Linked DNA regions of Mus musculus: regions 1, 2 and 4 are each linked to region 3. A link is a contact called in public ChIA-PET, Hi-C and HiChIP or PLAC-seq data. All regions are on one chromosome and are shown on one strand. The core of a region is the stretch at or near the end of the contact, and the rest is flanking DNA. Distances in the headings are between cores, read along the strand shown.

What was found. Hi-C and Micro-C count contacts between places; a contact is called where the count stands out from the background. ChIA-PET counts read pairs in DNA pulled down with a chosen protein or histone mark. HiChIP or PLAC-seq counts read pairs in DNA pulled down with a chosen protein or histone mark.
Region 1: a contact with region 3 is called in an H3K27ac HiChIP or PLAC-seq map of differentiating embryonic stem cells, with 3 times the contacts expected there. The contact joins the enhancer-like site here to the promoter of Lemd2 in region 3. A contact is called at or near these places in 14 of 39 promoter capture datasets (the 3T3-L1 cell line, 3T3-L1-derived adipocytes, the SN4741 cell line and 6 more), 5 of 15 datasets of contacts at CTCF or cohesin (embryonic stem cells, pro-B cells and stem cell-derived epiblast-like cells), 21 of 484 Hi-C or Micro-C datasets (bone marrow-derived macrophages, cerebellar granule neurons, cerebral cortex and 4 more), 22 of 115 datasets of contacts at active chromatin or transcription factors (the SCID.adh cell line, acute myeloid leukemia, differentiating embryonic stem cells and 8 more) and 3 of 9 other capture datasets (adipose tissue, liver and pancreatic islet).
Region 2: a Hi-C map of rod photoreceptor shows a contact between it and region 3, with 2.4 times the contacts expected there. The contact joins the enhancer-like site here to the promoter of Lemd2 in region 3. A contact is called at or near these places in 7 of 39 promoter capture datasets (the 3T3-L1 cell line, cranial neural crest, embryonic stem cells and 4 more), 7 of 484 Hi-C or Micro-C datasets (B cells, bone marrow-derived macrophages, cerebellum and 3 more), 9 of 115 datasets of contacts at active chromatin or transcription factors (VIP interneurons, acute myeloid leukemia, embryonic basal ganglia and 5 more) and 3 of 9 other capture datasets (adipose tissue, liver and pancreatic islet).
Region 4: an RNA polymerase II ChIA-PET map of memory CD8 T cells shows a contact between it and region 3, with 16 read pairs. The contact joins the enhancer-like site here to the promoter of Lemd2 in region 3. A contact is called at or near these places in 9 of 39 promoter capture datasets (the C10 cell line, the HPC-7 cell line, cranial neural crest and 4 more), 2 of 15 datasets of contacts at CTCF or cohesin (large pre-B cells and pro-B cells), 16 of 484 Hi-C or Micro-C datasets (B cells, the Ba/F3 cell line, DN3 thymocytes and 12 more), 7 of 115 datasets of contacts at active chromatin or transcription factors (the HPC-7 cell line, acute myeloid leukemia, embryonic stem cells and 1 more) and 3 of 9 other capture datasets (adipose tissue, liver and pancreatic islet).

What each region holds. Positions count from the first base shown.
Region 1 is chr17:27,391,644-27,394,464 of GRCm38.p6, forward strand. No RefSeq gene overlaps it. Among named protein-coding and RNA genes, the nearest start is that of Gm35007, 6.9 kb to the right of the region's middle. Within about 2 kb of position 1,443, at least 26 of the 459 cell types and tissues checked have an H3K27ac peak or open chromatin away from gene starts, as enhancers often do. A contact at or near this core is called in cerebral cortex, differentiating embryonic stem cells and hippocampal neurons, where this site is marked.
Region 2 is chr17:27,431,840-27,434,539 of GRCm38.p6, forward strand. Grm4 (glutamate receptor, metabotropic 4) reads right to left here. Exons shown (of 11, transcript NM_001291045.2): 9 at 2,694-2,700. Among named protein-coding and RNA genes, the nearest start is that of Gm35007, 33 kb to the left of the region's middle. Within about 2 kb of position 1,407, at least 24 of the 459 cell types and tissues checked have an H3K27ac peak or open chromatin away from gene starts, as enhancers often do. A contact at or near this core is called in rod photoreceptor, where this site is marked.
Region 3 is chr17:27,202,971-27,205,746 of GRCm38.p6, forward strand. Lemd2 (LEM domain containing 2) reads right to left here and starts at 1,468. Exons shown (of 9, transcript NM_146075.2): 1 at 689-1,468. The coding sequence starts at 1,448. Gm34736 (a long non-coding RNA gene) reads left to right here and starts at 1,899. Exons shown (of 4, transcript XR_385492.4): 1 at 1,899-2,197.
Region 4 is chr17:27,363,819-27,366,518 of GRCm38.p6, forward strand. No RefSeq gene overlaps it. Among named protein-coding and RNA genes, the nearest start is that of Mir7218, 7.1 kb to the left of the region's middle. Within about 2 kb of position 1,258, at least 41 of the 459 cell types and tissues checked have an H3K27ac peak or open chromatin away from gene starts, as enhancers often do. A contact at or near this core is called in the Ba/F3 cell line, DN3 thymocytes and memory CD8 T cells, where this site is marked.

The DNA.
Region 1 (2,821 bases), core at 193-2,692, 190 kb after region 3:
AGCAATAAATGCAAGCAAGCCTGTGTTCAGCTAGTTGTCTCCACTGTATCTATAGTCCAAGATATCCTTCTCTAGGGAATGGCGCCGCCCACACTGGGTGGATCCTCTCACCTTAATTAACAACATAATCAAGACCACGACCACCCCCAGACGTGTGATTTGGATAATTCCTGGGGGGCGGGGAGAAGAACCACCTCTGCCAGGTGATTCTAGATTGTCTTAGGTTCACAATTAAAACCACTGCAAGGCTAGAAGTCACAGCTAATGCTGGAGGTTAGGGTTAGGGTTGAAAGTTAAGATTAGAGGTTAGGGTATGGTTTAGGAACCCCAGAGCAAGCGCTGAGAAATCCCTGAGCCTCCACCCTTCCGTGAATGGTCACAGGCATCTTGAATCAAATCTGGATAGCACAGACCCAGCTAACCCTCCCCCAAGGGGCAGGGAGGGGTGCTCTCTGAAGTCCCATGGGTCTCTGTAGAGTCCCCCTGAAATTAATGCTTTTCAATAGAAAAGAACTTAGGTAACAAGTCAAACCCTGTATTCTCAGATTGGCATAGAACACTTACCACGACCCCACTTACTGACACTGACTAGAGCTCTCGGGCCCACTGGATCCAGTAGAACTAGCCAGGTTCTACTTGCCATCCTAGAGCCACTGAGACCCCTCCCCTGCTCCTCCCCATACTCTAACATACCCCCTCTCCTTATGACTCTGTCCTAATCCAGCCTTACCCAAGGCTGCTTGGCGGCAGGGGCTGAAGTGGAGCTGGACCCACGGTGAGACACTAAGTCCTGGGAGCATCTCAGCTCTATAGGTCGGGCTGCTGAGAGGTCTGAGAAAGGGCCTGAACTTCCTGGCCTAGATTCCTCTGCCAACTGTGAATCGGGAAACCAAAGCCCCTCCCTCGTGATTTGATGTGTGGCGCTGAGCTCTGCTGCAGGCACCTTGCAACCCTTCACAAGGTTCTAGAAGGGGTCAGTAAGGCGGCCCAGCAGGGAAACATGCTCGCAACCAATCCTGATGACTTGAGTTTGATCCCTGGGATTCATATGATAGGAGAGAGCCAAGTCCTCCAAGTTGTCCTCTGAGCTGCACTTGTACACATGTATGCCGTGGTGCTTGCAATAAACAAATAAGTGTATCGAGAAATTTCAGTGCTCCTATGTGACATCACCCAGCCCGTTCCTCTCCCAAAGCTTCTCAGACCCAAACTCCCGGACCCCTCGCCTGCTCAGGCAGCATCTCCCCACCCCACATGCTAGCAGAATATCCCCCCATTCCTCCTCATACTCCCTTGGTGATCCATTCACAGTGCCACCCCTCCCTCCCCCATCTCTATCCCGCCTGTCCCTCCCCCAGCCTGCTGCTGCTGACGGTGACATCAGCTCTGGCTAGTCTCAGGCTCCCTTTGGGCTCTCCTCCTGCACACCAGCTGCTGAGATCTTTCTCAATTACAAATCAGATCATGTCTGCGCGCAACACTTCAGGGGCTCCCTGTGGCGTAAGTCACAAGTCCCGGCCCCTGTTGCCCCAAGCATAAACTGCTTTCCAAGCCAGACCTCCCTGTGGCTGATAGCATCTACAAGGGCTTTCCTGCACAGCTAATCCCCCCGCCACTGTGTCCCTGGAAAGAGCCAAGATCCTTAGTGGGTCTCCGCAGCTTCTGCCTCCACATCCTCACACCTGGGTCCTGCTAGACTTTGAGCAATAACTCCCCAGGGCCCTTCCCCAAGCCCGCCAATGGGCCCCCAACCAGACAGCCTCCATGCCTGTCTCTTGGTGTCTCGGCATGTGACACTGTGATTCCAGGGTACCAGGGATATGTTGAACCCTAGGGGACACCAAAATCATGTCCCCTCTTTAGACCTCAGCCTTATGGTTAAACCATGTGTGCATAGCCATCTCTACTTCTGGAGAGATGACTCAGCAGTTAAGAGCACTGTCTGCTCTCCCAGAGAACTCAAGGTGCCCAGCAGCCACAAGGATGCTCACAACCATCTATAACTGCAGTCCTTAGGGTTCTAACGCCCTCTTCTGGCCTCCGCGGGCAGTGCGTACACATGGTGCACAGATACACATGCAGGCAAGACACCAGTACTCACATACATACATACATACATACATACATACATACATACTAGAAAATTAAAATAAAATAAAAAGTAAATCTTAGGCAGAGAAAGGAGACAGGCTGAAGCAGGCTTGAGACAGTGTCGGCAAGGGACTGGTTGGTCCTCAGGAGAGTCTCTTGCATGGAGGAACGGGGTGAAGTAGCTACCGCTGCCTGTCAGTCCCGAGGAGAGGAGATCTGGTGCCAGAGGGAGGGGTTCCAAGTAAATGGAATGGTAGGTAACCCAGCAGGGTCAGCAAGGGTGGGGTGCAGATGGAGTGGGGGTGTGGGACACAGAGAGACAGACCCCGCTAGCCCGTGCTGCTTTGCAGATGCTAGGGAAAGTCTGTCGCTCTTCCACTGGGACCTCTGGGAATTGGAGCTGCCTAGTCCCTGGCAGTCACCAGTCAGAAGTGGCCCAAGGCCATGACTGCAATTTAAAATGGCCTTCAATAAAACAGCACAATAAAGCCACACTGCAGAGCAGTGCTGACGAGCAAACACTTCCCTTGAAGAGTCAGAATCTGTGGTGGGGACAGCACAGCACTGGGGGTAAGGAACACAGGCCTGGCTGGCCAGGACAGAAGCCTGGATGATGGTTGGTCCCCAGACATCCGAGGAGAACCAGGCTTCCTACGTGGGGGGGAGGATGCAGGCCCACCTGTGCTGAGCTCACCTTGAAGGGAGCTGTGGGAGGAACAACCATGCTGTC
Region 2 (2,700 bases), core at 157-2,656, 230 kb after region 3:
CTAGCATGTGAACTCGGGCAGGTCAGTCCTCGTGCCTGTGTCCTTATGTACAAAACAGGCCTGAAAAAGGCCGAGCCTACCTCACAGAGCTGGCAGAGGGCAGAGTCAACAGTGTCAGGTGTACAGGAAGCACTGTCTCTGTGTGGTGGTGTTATGGAACACCCCCCTACATCCAACCTGGAGAAATGTCTCCAGCATAGCTCTCGAGGACCAGAGCTGACCTTCATAGGTGCAATCCCTGCCCGAGGCTGCTGTGAGCGACCTGAGTCCCCACTGGTGCCTTGGAATAGCTCCCAGCAGCCCCTCATCCAGTGAATCCCCCCCCCCCATGTGCTCCCCATATAGAACAGGCCCCGACTGGGGACCCATGATACTGGGTGGAAGATGACTGTGGCACCAACACTGTCAAAGCTCATTTCATGCTCGCTCGCCAGCACTAACGGTGACAGATGCTTAGCAAAATGGGAGCCCATTAATCTGGGTGTCGGATAATCCATTCTTCAATGGCGGAAGCCCTCCAAACAGAGCCCAGCAATTGCCACCGCCCTGCCCAGGTTCCCTCCCACCTCCTTCTTTGTGACAGATGATCCAGGCCTCAGCTGCTCCTCTCAGCTCAGCTGGGGCTCCAGGTGTTGACATGGAGGAGACAGGAAATGCCCCAAGTCTAGGTTCCTGCCCTAGAGTGTGGCTGATACTGTCCTCTCTCTGCAGTGTGGGGCACACGTCTGTGCTTCTTTCTGAAGAAACATGGGTCCTAAAAAAGTCGAGGCTGTCTACCCTGGCCTGTGTAAGATGCTGGGCCTGCTCCCCTCTTTGAGGCTTACAGCCCCCACTATACATTGACACAGACAGAATGGGCAACATCTCGGACTCTATGATGTGTGCACAGGAGCCCTGTGTGTGACTTTGCCCCGGGTTGTAAGTGGCACCCAGCGCTGAGCACAGTCACTGTTTCCGGATTTCCCTTTTTCAGGCCAGGAGCTTTTCTGAAGACACAGAAGGGTTAAGGGCAGCTCAGACTGGAGTTAAAGTTGCTGAAGATCTGCTCTGAAACTCTCCAGCGTCCCTAGCCACCTCAGGGTAGGAGAGTGGCCGCCCGCCTGGAGCCCAGCACCTTCCGGTGTCCCCTGTGTACAGATATATGTGGCTCCCAGAAGTGGTGGCTAGTGACTCCTTCTAGAGAAGCCAGTCTAGAGGTCCTCTAGAACTCAGGTGGCACCCGAGGCAGAGTAAGTGGGGGGAGGCCTTGGGACAGTCTAAGTGAGGGCTAGCCTGCAATGTGACTTCACTGCCTTGGGGCCAGCCTGCTACTATCCTGTTCTTTGATAGACCAGACCAGCCAGCACTGCAGCTTCTGTGTAGAGTCCTCACAGTCACCACTGCCCAGCAATGAATAGGGTTTGACAGGGGACAAAGCACAGAGCAACAGTTGTATGTGTGGACCATTGTCCCCTGTCTCTGCGCCAGGGCGGTGAGAATCACAGGGGATCTGAGTCCCCCCACCCCCCACTTTGGCTTTCACTCAGGCAGGGACTGTGGTGCTTAGACTCTGTACAAACCCAGGAACCTCCTCTATCCTGGCTGACTCTACAGCCACAATCTGCACAAGGCTGGCTGAGCAGTGACCTCACACAAAAGAGGATTACCTCATTAGATGGCTCACAGGAATACCTCACAGCTCTTAAGCCCTGAGAATCCCAGTTAAGACAGGAGAGCCACCACTGGCTCGCCAGAACAGCCCAGACTGCCTCACACAACACCCAGGGGAACCATGCACTCCTGCTAACACCTGCACACACCTACCTGACCTCACACACACACATCTGGCTGACATCCTGTCCCTACAGCTGGGTGAATATGAATATACACAGATTCATTCAGACAACTGCATGGCCACCCGTATGTACCCACCAGCACCTGAACCCCTGTGTGCACACACATACTCCTCCTTGCAGAAAGCTATGAGTCCCTCAGTACACCGGTCCCTCATGTCCACTGTCCCTGTGTGCCTCATACATAGCTCATCTACCACTGACCATGCCTGCGTGCAAAAGACCCTGCTTACATCTGTGCACACCACACACACACACACATAAACACATTTATATATACTCATTCTCTCTCTAAGGAGGCTAGTGTCCCAAGTGACTCAAAACTCAACCTCTCCTCTCTGACTCCATTTGGAGGATGGGAGAGGGCTAGCTCCGGGTAGCATGGCCACACATTGATGAGGGCAGCCTGTTACAGAGCTCGGATGTGCCCCTTAACCCTCTCTGGATTCTGAAGGGGCTATCTCCAAGGGGGGATACACCCTAGCATCTCCATCCAGATCCCAAGAAGAGCCTCTTGCAGGGCAGGAATCCAGGATGGGAGGCCCTTGGCTGTCATCTTGTGGCCTAGCAGCTACAGACACAGATGCTTGACCCCCAGGTGAGGCCAAAAGCAATTTCTCAAGCTGCCAGCTTCCTGGGGTGTGGGGTCATATACCCCAAGGGCACCCAGTAGAGGAGTGGGGCCTCTGCCTGTACCACCCTCAGCAGGAAAAAAAAAAAAAGGAAGAGATACAGAGCAAGGCAGGGGTTGGGGGAGGAGAGATTTCCAACTGGGAGAGGAAACCAAGTGAGGTTTAAAGAAAGCAGCTACAGGCTCCTGGGCTCTCAGTCCCCACACGGCCATGTTCCCTGACCACCCACCTTGTCA
Region 3 (2,776 bases), core at 218-2,717:
GAAACATGCTTGTCTAACGTATGTGAGACGGACCCTAACTATAACCCCTTATACCAGAGGGGGAGATTTTCATGAAAATAAAGAAAATAAAGCCGCGTTTCTTCTTTTGAGTAATAGGCAAAAAAAAAAAAAAAAAAAAAAAAAAAGACATCAGTCCTCAGCTATTCGGGAGGCTCGCTCTCTTGCACCCCTCAAGGGGTGCGGAGTCACGTAACTGAGTGTGGGCAAAGACGTCTAGGAAGTCGCCTGACTCACAGGCTCTCTCCCAACACAGCCTGCGGGGGGGGGGGGGGGAGGCTGTGCCTCACATGCACCCCTGTGGTACCAGCTTCGGCTTAGAACAACTCTCCCACACCTGAGCCACAGGCAGGGTCAGACTCCTTTTGACAAATGAAGGCCCGGTGGTGCCAGTTTTGCTGCTACAAAGCTGAGACCACGGCAGGCATTCCCCGAAGGCAGGGAAGACAAGAGGGGCAGGGGTGGGCTGACTGTCAAGAGTGTGCGTGTGGCTTTCCCTTGGAAGGACCTGGCTGTGGCTGAAAGGGAGACTCTAGAAAGACGGGGAAACAGAAAAGAGCAGAAAGTGGAGGCAGAAAGTGAGGGTCTGCAGTCGGTCGCGGCTCACAAGCCGGTCTGGGTGGGCGAACCCCGTGCCCCGGGCCCTCCCCTGCGCCGGCCCGGGACGTACTGTTGTCCTCCGCCTCCTGCGGCGCCGAGGGCTTGCCCATCTTCACCCACAGGATGGCCAAGAAGCCGAGCAGCAGCCCCAGGCTGGCCCAGAGCAGGAGCCGAGACAGGCAGCGCTCCAGCCACCGGCCCACCTCGGGTCGGGTCCGCCCGGCGCCCGCCGAGCCGGTGCGCGAGCCCTTCAGGCCGGGGCGAGCGTCGGCGCCGAGGAGCGCCGAGTGCGGCCGCGCAGAGGCCGACGGCGGGGCCCACCAGTGGCGGCCCCGGCCCGGGGCGTGCCTGTCCGGCGTTCGTGTATCCTCGTCATCCTCCGAGCTGCCCCGGACCGAGGCGCGGCGTCGCAGCGGCCCGGGCCCGGCGTGGGGCGGGTAGGAGAGGCCGCGGCTCGCGGCCCAGGGAGAGGCGGAGGCCCCGAAGTTGCCGTACGGCCCCGAGGCGTCGGAGGCCGCGCTAGGCGCCGGCGGGGAAGGCGACAGCGGCCAGGGCTCCGAGCGCAGGACGCTGGCGGCGGGCCGCGCGCGCAGCGGCGCTTCCTCGCGTAGCCGGGCCTCCTCCCGCTGCCGCTCGGGGCCCCGCGGCCCGGCGTCCTCCCGCGGCCCGGCGTCCTCCCGCAGCCGCTCGTCGTCGCGCAGCCGGGCCTCGCCCCGCAGGCGGCGCAGCTTGTTGCGGTAGACGTTCCGCGTGGTGTCGGTGATGGGGCCTGGCTGGAAGCCCAGGGCCTGCAGCTCTCGCCGCAACTCCAGGTCCGACAGGCCGGCCATGGCCAGGACACCGCCCCCTCGCCCGCCCCCGGCGCGCACCGCACCCGGAACTGCTCCCGCCGGCAGCCGCGGCGGAGCGGGCGGGGCCGCGCGCCATGATGGGAAGGGCGACCACGGACGCCATATTGGGAAGGGCGGCGCATGGAGGCTATGTCCGCCATGATGAAAGGCGTCTGTGTCGGCCTGGCGCCGCCATGTTGGTGAGGTCAAAGGGTTGGTTTGGTTACTGTTTTGTTTTGTTTTACTTGTGTGTGCAGGTGCTTTCATCTCTTCCCCCCGCCCTCTAGCTTATCTTTATCTGTCAGACCTAGCAGTGTTTATCCTAACGCAGCGTTAGCACGTGGTAAACGTTCAATGGAATGTTGATTTACTTAATGGATGAGCTCAATGGTGTAAGAAAACCACCGCCATTAATAGAGATCCGGCCCACTTGCCAGTCTCCGGATGGGCGTCGAGGCTGTGTGTCGGATTTGGGTGGTGGAGTAACCGCCCGGCATGCTCTCCAAGACCTTATCTTGACTGCTGCTTCAGGCCAGCTTCAGGCATGCACTTGGTCGACACTGAAACTTCAGGAGTGTGCACCCTTGGGACTGGAGAGATAGAAGACTCTGGGCGTAACAACACTTACAGAGGAGCTAGGGTTTGGACATCAGTGGCTGGTCACGTCATGGACAATTCCAATTCCAGAAGATCTGGTATCTTTCTCTTCCGGTCTCTGCTGGCATGGTATGAACCTGGTGCACATACAAGTGGGTAAAACACTCGCACATAAAATAAATATATTTTTTTAAGGTGCAACTCTGAGACAGATTGATCCTCTGTGGCCACGGGTGACCCAAAATGTCCTCATAGGTGGATCCCTATACTCTGAACTCTTAGGGGCAAATACCTATGCCCTAGGTTCCCGTAAATGTTGGAATTCTCTTGGGTGATGGGATCGGGAGACCCGTGTCTTACGGTTTAGGGGATGATCTGCAGAGTCTTGCAGTTTGATCTCCAATCTGCAACCATTTAGTGTGTGGTAATTTCCAATTAACATTTCTAGCCAGCTTCCCATAACTCCCTAGAGGGCTGCTATAAGGATTAGAAGAGACCTTCAGGACAGGGCCTGGAGCGCACTCCTCCCTTAGACAAATCTGTGCAGTGTTGGAGTTGGGAGCCTTGAGGGGGTGGGGGCAGTGATGTGGTTACCCTTACCCGTCCCCCCACCATCTAACAAACACAGTTCATGGCCTCACCCTCTCCCCTTGCTGTTCCTTCCACATCCTTCACCCATCACCTCCCTTTTCCTGGCAATATTGCAGCTCCAGCTTCCCAGCCCTCGAGAT
Region 4 (2,700 bases), core at 8-2,507, 160 kb after region 3:
CACCTCAGCATACTCCCACCCATGATGAGTGGTCCACCTCAACAGAGGTCTAAAAACAACACAGCCACCTAGCTGAAGGTTGCAGCCTCTATAGATGTCAAAATAAAAAAAAAAAAATTGATCTGTTCTTATTCAGTAAAACAAGCCTTGAACTTCTTACTCTCCTGCCTCTCCTTCCTGAGTGCTGGGATTACAGAATTGTACCATCACACCCGACTTACAAGTCGGCTACTGGGGTATTTGTTGTCATGGCAGGAAGCTGGCTGGCGGCCTCAGATCTGGTGATGGAATCTCAGTTGTGAGGGCACATGACGGCACTGGTGCCCAAGAAAAGAGACAAAGCCAACGGTGTGGGAATTAAAAAAAACTTGTGCTTCAAAGATTCAAGAACAAGAAGACAATGTGCAGAAAAGGTGACGCTCTCTGCAAATTGCACCTCTTAGCAGTGGACTCTGTCTGATATCAAGGACTCTGAGGACTCAAAAAAGACAAGAGATAAATGATTTAAGCAGAAATGTCTTCAGCGTCTAAATGGCAGTCAGATCTGGTCCACCATGAAACATCATTAGCCTCCAAGGGAGTGAAATCAAAGCCTCAGTGAGATGCCACCTTACACTGGGATGGGCAATCTCGAACCTTCTAGAAGGACTGGTGAAGTAGAAGGATCTGAACCTCCCTCCTTGGGTGGAATTTGACAAGACCTCTAGGGGAGGGGTCTGGAAGTTCCAGAACAGTCACAGGCTGAGGAACCCCACCCACCCCTTGGTGGACGCCCACAAGAACGGAAAGCTTACGTCTACACGGCTTCCTTTCGATGCCAGGTGGAACAGCACAGAGGTAAGTGCCCCAGTGTTGGATGGATGTGTGTCCAGTGAGCATGTGCAGTGGGGGTGGTGGGGGGAGGGCATGCATCCTCATCTCTCTGGGATAGATGCCTAGGAGTGAAATGCTCATCATATACTGTAGGTAACGATTTTTAAAGTGACCACACAAGCAGGCAGTGTGACACACACCTGTACTCCCAGCACTTGGGGAAGGAAGGCAGGAGAATCGGGAGTTCAAGGGTCAGCCTGGGCTACTATGTAAGACCCTCTTACAAACAAACAAACAAACAAACAAAAAAACAATGAAAATCCAGCCACACAGTTTTCTAAAGCCCTCTTCCATTTTACATTCTCAGGCAAAGTGGCGCTCAAGCTGAGACCTCACAGATAGGAAGTGGTCAGCCAGGCAGAGAACAGGAAGAAGTCTGGGATGCACTGGCAGCTGTGGCGGCAACAGCACCAACAGCAGCAGCCTCCTCTGCCACAGCCACCACCACAGCAGGAGTGAACTCACACCTGAGGTCCCACAAAGTGGTTGCTGGAGGACTCAGGAGAAGGCTGGTAAGATCTGCACTGAGGAACCCGTGAGGACCCGAAGCGCAAGCCTGGCGATAGCATGGCCATAGGGATGAGAGGTGAATGTGAGGGACAAGGACTCCATGGGACACAAATGCCAGGCAGCAGCCTAAAGTGGGGCTAACTTGCCTATGAACTCTTAGCCTCAAGAATGCTGGGTAAATGTCTTAACCTCTGTGACTATGAAATGGGAGCCAACTAACTCCCTGTGGCAAGAGGTTCTGAGACCTGTACTGACAGACGGGAGGGCCAAAAGAAGCTGGGTGAGAAGGCCCAGGTGTTTGTTAGCTTAGGGTGGTCACACTAGGCTCCTCCCAGCCACCTAGCAACAACTTATGTCATCACTTGCCTCTGTATGGGCAACTAATAAACGACTGCTCTCAGGTCTTCATGCAGGTCCCTCAACCAACTGGAGCCAGGGCTGTTCCTGAGCCTAATGTCTACCTGCCAGCCTGTGGGTCCCTTGACTGGCCTCAGTGAGGATGTGTCTAGTCCCATAGCAAATGATGTATGGGCTGAGGGGGTGGGGAGCCTGGGGGTGACACCCAGAGGAGGGGGTTCTATTAGATCTGTCAGAGGTGGGTGGGACTTCATCCTCCCTGCAATACTAATGGTCACATCAGGAGTGCTGGGGACCAGCCGAGCAGCAATGTGCCTTTATTAACAAGGCAGTACCAGCTGGTCTCTGTGATGTCAGCAGTGGCAACTGAGAGGAGCCAGCACCAGGCCAGGGGCAGGTGTGACAGAGGCAGGGGAAGCCAGGCCACAGGCCTCTCTCTCAGCCTTACTTGGCCTCTGACCTGCTCCCTCCATTCTCTGCCACTTGAGGAAGTTTCTCCTGGGGCTGCGGCCTGCCCCTTTGGGCTGTGCCTGCGACGGGAATCTGCCCACTCTTAACTGTCAGGCCTGATGCTTCACTGCCCTAACAACACAGAGTCCCCTAGGGAGTGCCAGCCTGCAGGGAGGAGACCCTTGCTGGACACCAGTGTCTGTGGGTGTCCCCAAGCACTCCGTATGCAGCTCCCCGGCGCCAGCCCTGTCACCCACCTGTCCCTGCTCCCCCCCACCCCGGGGAAGGCGCCCTCTATGGGCCATCCACTCAAGCTGAGTCAACTGCCTTAGCCAGGTTTAGAGTAGAAGAAACCCAGGCAGAGATGGAATGAGTGGCTTATACACAGACACAGGGAGCAGGGGCTGAGTGCTTAGCAGCTCCGCAGATAACAATGTCTGAGAAACCAGAGCACAGCCAAGCTCTCTTCCCAAAGAGCAGCCACTCACCCTGAGGTGCAGAAGCTGTGAA